Regions from separate parts of the Mus musculus genome. Here region 1 is linked to region 2. A link is a contact called in public Micro-C data. All regions are on one chromosome and are shown on one strand. Each heading gives the region's core, a stretch centred on a gene start, on an enhancer-like site or on the middle of the called end of the contact. The rest is flanking DNA. Distances are from core to core; before and after follow the strand shown.

Evidence for each region. Hi-C and Micro-C count contacts between places; a contact is called where the count stands out from the background.
Region 1: a Micro-C map of granulosa cells shows a contact between it and region 2, with 3 times the contacts expected there. The contact joins two enhancer-like sites. A contact is called at or near these places in 1 of 39 promoter capture datasets (embryonic stem cells), 7 of 15 datasets of contacts at CTCF or cohesin (CD8 T cells, embryonic stem cells, large pre-B cells and 3 more), 196 of 484 Hi-C or Micro-C datasets (the 4T1 cell line, the AML12 cell line, the AtT-20 cell line and 104 more), 14 of 115 datasets of contacts at active chromatin or transcription factors (acute myeloid leukemia, a beta-TC-6 cell line, bone marrow-derived dendritic cells and 5 more) and 3 of 9 other capture datasets (adipose tissue, embryonic stem cells and liver).

The regions. Positions count from the first base shown.
Region 1 is chr12:75,877,577-75,881,230 of GRCm38.p6, forward strand. Syne2 (spectrin repeat containing, nuclear envelope 2) reads left to right here. Exons shown (of 116, transcript NM_001005510.2): 3 at 758-819; 4 at 2,537-2,632; 5 at 2,743-2,820; 6 at 2,909-3,001. Among named protein-coding and RNA genes, the nearest start is that of Mir5101, 30 kb to the right of the region's middle. Within about 2 kb of position 2,350, at least 20 of the 459 cell types and tissues checked have an H3K27ac peak or open chromatin away from gene starts, as enhancers often do. A contact at or near this core is called in granulosa cells, where this site is marked.
Region 2 is chr12:75,795,398-75,799,298 of GRCm38.p6, forward strand. All of the region lies in intron 2 of Gm40447 (collagen alpha-1(II) chain-like), which reads right to left. Among named protein-coding and RNA genes, the nearest start is that of Syne2, 21 kb to the right of the region's middle. Within about 2 kb of position 1,329, at least 3 of the 459 cell types and tissues checked have an H3K27ac peak or open chromatin away from gene starts, as enhancers often do. A contact at or near this core is called in granulosa cells, where this site is marked.

The DNA.
Region 1 (3,654 bases), core at 1,100-3,599, 83 kb after region 2:
CAGTGTTTGTGTGCTCAGCCCATAGAATGGAAGGTTTCTGCTTGATGCTGAGGGGATGGGATGCTAAAGGAAGCTCAACAGGGTCACCCGCCCATAAGGAAGGGGATGTAGATTCTAGTGCCCACTCCGTCCCCAGTCCCAACTCCTGCCTGCTCAATGAGAGCATGGCTGTGTTTGCTATGTGCCAGTCTGTGCCAGGCATGCTAGGTGAATTATTTGCCTCTCAAATCAACCTCCAGAGATGAGTGCTTATCACTGCCTTGTTACTGCTCAAGGTTGCATAGCCACTCAGTCATCGGGACAAGATTTGAACCTAGGTCTCTGTGGTTTACTCAATATTGGGGCATTTTACATGATAAATTTCTTGATACAGTGTCAATGCTGAACTGTAGGGACCTCAGTGAGCCTTTTAAAAACATCCTCAGATGCCCCAGGGTGATTCAGAGCTGGGGGCTAGGGGCGCTTCTCATTCTTAACAGTCCGTTGAACCATGCAAAGTTGTGAAAGATCTCAATTCTTTTGTTAATAAACAGTATCGAAAACCATCCTTTCAGGTCAGTTGAGCTGTGACTTTAAGAAAAATTTTATCACATTACTGACCACTTCTGAAACAGTCTTTGGTTGAACATCTGAAGTTTACTCTGAATCTGAGTGAGTCTGTGGACACACGTCCTGGGTGATGGGGTTTTAGGTGCTTTGTGGGTTCAGGAGTCTACAGCTTCTCATGTTGTGACCACTGTTGTCTCCTCTCTCCTAGCTGAGCAGGAGGACACTCAGAAGAAAACCTTCACCTGCTGGATAAACTCACAGCTGGCAAAGGTGAGGTGACGTCAAGCTGTGAAAGTTGTTGCTTCCTCAGTCCCAAAGCTCTCACCTCAGGGTGGTCAATGCCTGGATTTCCAGCACCTGGGTGCTTGAGGCAGGAGGGTCAGGGGTTCAAGGCCAGCCTTGGCTGAATACTGAGTTCAAGGCCAGCTTGGGCTCTGTGAGACCCTGTTGATAACAGATAAATACCAGCTAAAAATGGGACATTGTGATGACCCAGAGAAGGTCATGAATGTCTTTTTATAAGAGAGTGCTCTCACATTGGTGCCCTGGTATATCTGTCACTTTTTCCTGGAACAAGAAAAAAGGCACCTGAGAAGGAGCTGGACAATCCTGTAAAAATATTTAGAGTGATAGCACTTTTTTCATCAAATGACATAATAACAGCATGATGTTTGTATTGAGTGACGGGTGCCAGGCACCACCCTAAACTTGTTCTGTGTGACGATGAGGAATGCCTATGGCACCTATTGTTTTGAAATCATAGCCTCCAGAACAGCACACTCTTAGAGCACCATTTATTTTGAGGTGAGGTTTTTTTTTTTACTTTTCTCTCTCTCTGTTAACCAGTCAGGTTTTGAACTCCCAGACCTAAGTGATTCTCCTGCCTTAGTTTCCAAGTAGCTGAGACTATAGAAGGGCGCACTACTGCCTGGCTCACGTGTTCTTTCTGTTCTTTTGCTGGGCATTGAGTTCAAGGCTCCTGTGCTAGGCAGTTGTCTTGCCATTGAGCTATATCCTTGAATTCCCTATGACCATTTTCTTTAAAAAGTTTTATTTACTTGTATGCACACTCACCCATGCGTACAGTTGCCCATGGAGCCCAGAAAAGGTCCTCAGATGCCCTGGAGATGCAATTTTGAGCAGCCAAACATTAGTGCCGAGAACTGAACTTGGATCTTCTTCAGGAGCCATACTTGCTCTTAAGCACTAAGCTATCTCTCCAGCCACATTTCCTTTCTTGGTTTGAGACAAGGTCTTACTATATAACTCTGATTAGCTTGGACGTTACTGTGTAGACTCAATAGGCCTTGCCATTCTTTTGCCTCTGCCTTCTAGCGCTAGGATTTCAGGTTCGTTTCACCTTACCAGCCTTCCTCATGATTTCGAAAGGATTTTACAGTATTGCTATGTGAGAGAAAGTATGATTTCTATAGAATAGAGAATGCCTGTGACTTACCCCTGGTCAAACATGTGATAGGGGGCAGTGCTGACCCACAAACTCAGTCTGGACCTAGGGACCTCAATCCAAATGCCACCATCCTCTGTCTCGGTGACACTGAGAACCTCAGACAACCTGGACGTCTGATTAATGATTCTCACCCTCTGTCCTCCCTCTCTGCCCATTCCACACAATGGATGTCATTCTGACCAAAGGGAGACACATCTTCAGTCATGCAGCTTGCTCTCCCACGGGGTCACCATGGCCTGATTCCGAGTGTCTCTGACTGTACTCTCTATGCACAAGGTTTAGGGCCATGAAAGCTCTAGTCAGAAAGAGCGTTGTGTAACTGGGAATAAGCCAGGAGATAAAGCAGGCTCACAGTCTATCTTGCCGTGCTTTGGAATGTAACTCGTGAGGACTGTATCATTCTCTTAAGATAACACCCGATGAATCTTAGCTGTTTTTGAAGACATAAAGCTCACGTAGGAGGTGCTTAATGGTATTTTTGAACCCTTGGCAAATTACTGTTCTTCTTTTCTTTGGCAGCACACACCTCCCTCAGTTGTATCTGACTTATTCGCAGACATCAAGAAGGGGCATGTCCTCCTGGACCTGTTGGAAGTCCTCTCGGGACAGCAGTTGGTAAGATTGCCACATGGTAACAAGACACTTAGTTGGTTTTGTTTTTTTGTTTTGTTTTGTTTTAAAATGTACTTCCTGTTTCTGAGTATTGCATGCGCTTGAATTTTTAGCCTCGGGATAAAGGATCTAATACATTCCAGTGCAGAATCAACATAGAACATGCCCTGACATTCCTGAAAAACAGATCTGTACGTATGAATCACACCTGCAGATTCACAGGAGGGACGGGCTCGGTGGGAGGCTGGCTCCTCTTAACCTGTGTTTCTCTGTTTGCAGATCAAGCTAATAAATATCCATGTTGCTGACATTGTAGAAGGAAACCCGTCCATTATCCTTGGCCTGATCTGGACCATCATCCTGCACTTTCATGTAAGTGTTTTGGTGATAGGAATATTACTAGTCTGGTGTACAAGAAACAGTGTGACCTGCGGGTCATTCAGTCCTGAGCTGCTTCTGTAAGCAGGACTTGGAATCTCCAACAGGTAGAGAACATATGGCAAAGACTGCTTTTCCAATACATGTGTGTAATTAATATATACACACATACAGATATAATAATGATATATAATATATGTGTGTGCATATATGTTATATATACATATATCTGTATGTACACATACATATTTATGTACATATAATTTTTATTTGTTTTAAAGACAGGGTTTCATTATGTAGTCCTAGCTAGCCTGGAACCCTCTATGTAGATCAGGCTGCCCAAACGCACAGAAATCACCTGCTTTCATCTCCCAAGTGCTGAGACTGAAGATTGAGAAGGGGAAACTTTGAATAGGCATGCCTGCGGTTTTCACGGCAGTTCCTCTGAGCCCTCTCCTTCCCTCCTGAGTTTTGGGTGTGGTTGGAGTCCTTAGAAGGTGGCCTACTCTGCTTCACTGTTCGGGAACACCTTGGTTCTTCTTCATTTGTCTCCACTCTGTTCTTTTGGCACTGTGGACTGACCCAGTGCCTCCCTGATACAAAGACTGATGCGTTTGGCCCCTTAAAGGAAGACAAACAGCCTGGTA
Region 2 (3,901 bases), core at 79-2,578:
AAATAATTTTAAATCGACTCATATCCTTTTCACTATAGTATTATGTTTTTCTTCTTCACTCTAGTTCTAAGCATTGATATTCATGGAATCGGATTTTTTAAAATGTGCTTTTGGGACTGGAGAGATGGCTCAGAGGTTAAGAGCACTGACTGCTCTTCTAAAGGTTCTGAATTCAACTCCCAGCAACCACATCTGTAATGGGATCCGATACCCTCTTCTGATGTGTCTGAAGACAGCTACGGTATACTCATATAATTAAATAAACCTTTAAAAAACTGTACTTTTGTATCTTCATCTAAAGTTATCCCTGGGAAACATCTGCACACACAGGGCAGGCTAATGGATGTGCTGGGGACGTGGAGGAACAGGCCTGCGAGCCCAGCATCTGGAGGTGGGAGCAGGAGGGACAGCATTCCAAAGTCAGGCTAACAAGTTACATTACCGTCAGAGGAGTTCCTTCCGTGATAGGTCTGTTGGAATCTAGGATCAGAGGACAGCAATGGCTTTAGATTGCAAGATGGGACAGCCTGCTGTGCTTTGCAGCAAAAGATTCTGTGTTGGTTCATTTATCATTTTCACAAACATTTAAAAATTAACTGATTTACTTAGTTGTGCGTGTGTGTGTGTGCACTCATGTGTGTGAGCACTTGTGTGTGTGTGTGTGTGTGTGTGTGTGTGTAGGTCAGATGATACTGTGTGGGAGTCAGCTCTTTTCTTCAACCCTGTGGCCCTAATCAGGCTTGGAGGAAGTTTCTTTACTCACTGAAACATCTCTCCAGTCCTCATTGTGCTTTTTGTTACTGTTTGACATGGGGTCTCATACAGCCCAGCCTAGCCTCAAACATTTTATGTAGCTAAGGCTGTCCTTGAACTCCCAGTCCCCCTTGACTGCCCCTCGAGGGCTGAGACTGCAGTTCTGAATCACCAGACCCAGACTACTGATTTCTTTATGTGCACTGAATGATGAGCATCGTCTTTTGGGAGACTAAGTCAAGATTTGAAACATCCATGTTTGCCAAGGATGACCTGGAAACCACTATGTAGCCTAGGTTGACCTCAAACTCATGGCCATCCTCCTGACTCAGCCTGTTCAATGCTGGAGATTAAAGGCTATACACGGCTATACATGTCTGTTAAATATACTTTCACTCTTCCATGAAGTTTTACATTATAATAATTATGTGTCCATGATGACTGTGACTTTATGGTTTTTTTTAATCTGTTTTAAAGTTTATTTGATGTATATGAATATTTGTCCTGCTGTATAGCACTTGGGTGCTTGGTGCCTGAAAGGCCAGAAGAGGGCATCAGAGTTACAGACAGTTGGTAGCTGCCATGTGGATGTTGGGAATTGAACTCAGTTCCTCTGGAAGAGTAGCCAGTGCTCTTTGCTGCTGAGCCATCTCTCCAGCCCCTTAAAAGTGTTTTTAAACTTGTGCCTGTTTAGCACCTAGAAAAGGCAGTAGACACATAACGTGTATTCCATAGGTATTTATTGAATGAGCAAATGAATGAACAAATGAACAAAAGAAACCTGATTCCCCAGCTCTTTCTTTTTACTATTTGAACTCCACAGAAGCTGTGTTTTATAGTGGGTTGGTCTGGTGCTGCTTGTATTCAAATGCTAAATTCTGTACCCCAAGATCTGGTTGTTCCAAGAGGAGCAGATCCTCATGTATATCAGCTTTTGTTGTATAAACCTTGCCCCTCACCCAAGTTATCTGTGATTGGTTAGTAAAGATGCCTACAGCCAGTAGCTGGGCAGAAGAGAGGTAGGCAGGACTTCAGTTCCTGGGCTTGGAGTCTGAAGCAGGAACTACAAAGAGAAAGAAAAGGACACAGGGGAAAATGGAAGCCACTGTGGGTAGGTAGATTATGAGCACATGGCCATGAGGGCCAGACTGTTGAAGTAGAAACAGCCTGGGCAGAAAATGGCAAGTAATATCTCAGGTTTATTGACAGGGAAGTAGACAAAATAGACTGAGGGTTGATATCTGCCCCACTCTAGTGCTTTAAGGCTTATTTTAAATAGAAAGGTTTATGTCCTTTATTTGGGAGCTAGATGATCTCTGGTGGGGTAGAAACCTACAAATAATATTTACCATACCAGTGTTTGACTTCCTTTCTTCTGTCTAGGAAGAGCTAATGAATGTCTGACTGGCTTGATGGCACAAGCTTTTAATCCCAGTACTTGGCAGAGGTGGTGGAACTCTGTGAGTTCAGAGCCACCCCATTATACATCATGGGTACGCAGTGAGAGATGTTGTCACAAACAAGCAAATTAAAGGCTGATATGTTTGGGTCGTTAGTATTATAGTACTTTTGGAGTATTAATGAATCAGTCTAAAGAATATTAAACAAAAGTACTCAAATTGGCTCTTCTCACAAAGGTAACCATAGTTTCATGCTGAAGCTATGGCTTAAGAAAAAACTGTTGTGGGGCTGTGTCCCAGCCTCGGGTATTTGATATTAGTCATTCTGATTGAGGTGCTGTGGACTCTTGATGTGGTTTTAATTAGCATTTTTCTTGATGGCTAATGATCTGAACTCCCCCCCCCCCCATATACTAACTGGCCATTTGTGTTTCTTCCTTTGAGACATTTTATTTGAGACATTATTATTATTATTATTATTATTATTATTATTATTATTATTATTTGTTTTTCGAGACAGGGTTTCTCTGTGCAGCCCTGGCTGTCCTGGAACTCACACTGTAGATCAGGCTGGCCTTGAACTCAGAAATCCGCCTGCCTCTGCCTCCCAAGTGCTGGGATTACAGGCGTGGGCCACCAATGCCTAGCCATTTGTTTTATTTATTTGCTCATTTAAAAACAAGCTATTTTCTTCCTTTGGGTGTTCAATTTTTAAGTACAATGTCCTTTTAGACTCAACCTGGCAAAGCTTTTCCTACTCTCTGTTGGCTTCATTTGGATTGTTTCCTTAGCTATGAGAATCTCTCCTCTCTTCTCCTCTCTTCTCCTCTCTTCTCCTCCTTCTCCTCTCTTCTCCTCTCTTCTCCTCTCTTCTCCTCTCTTCTCCTCTCTTCTCCTCTCTTCTCCTCTCTTCTCCTCTCTTCTCCTCTCTTCTCCTCTCTTCTCCTCTCTTCTCCTCTCTTCTCCTCTCTTCTCCTCTCTTCTCCTCTCTTCTCCTCTCTTCTCCTCTCTTCTCCTCTCTTCTCCTCTCTTCTCCTCTCTTCTCCTCTCTTCTCCTCTCTTCTCTCTTCTCCTCTCCTCTCCTCTCCTCTCCTCTCCTCTCCTCTCCTCTCCTCTCCTTTCTCCCTAAGGTGTAATGATTAATTCTTCCCTTCTCCCCTCTCCTCCTTAAAGTAACCATCAGACTTGGTTTCAAAAAACAAATCCAAGCTGTGGAGGCAGGAGGACCACCAAGAGATTGAGGCCGGACTGCTCTTCATGGCAATTTCCAAGTCAGCCTGTGCTACAGAGCAATTCCCTGTGTCAAACAAGCAAACAACCAACCACAAAAAACAGAGCTGCTGATCCACGCCTGTAATCCTAGCACACTGCAGATCAGAAGTGCAAGGTCATCTTTTGTTGCATAGCAAGTCCTGCTTCAACTTGGACTCTATGAGACTCTGTCTCAAAAAAAAAATTTTTTTTTCTTTATAGGGTCACTGAAATGCAAAATAGATAAAGATGCTCGTTTCAAAACCAAACAACTGAGGTTGGGCACAGTCCTTGTCTTTAATTCTACCATGGAGAGGCTGAGGCAAAAGGATCTCTATGAGTTTGAAGTCAGCCTGCTCTATATAGTGAGCTCCTGAACAGCCAAGAAGACATAGAGAGACTCTGCCTCACCCTGCTACAACAACAAAACAAAATAGAACAGACAGACAGACAGACAGACAACTGGAGTTAGATACCCAAGGTGCACATGGTAGGAG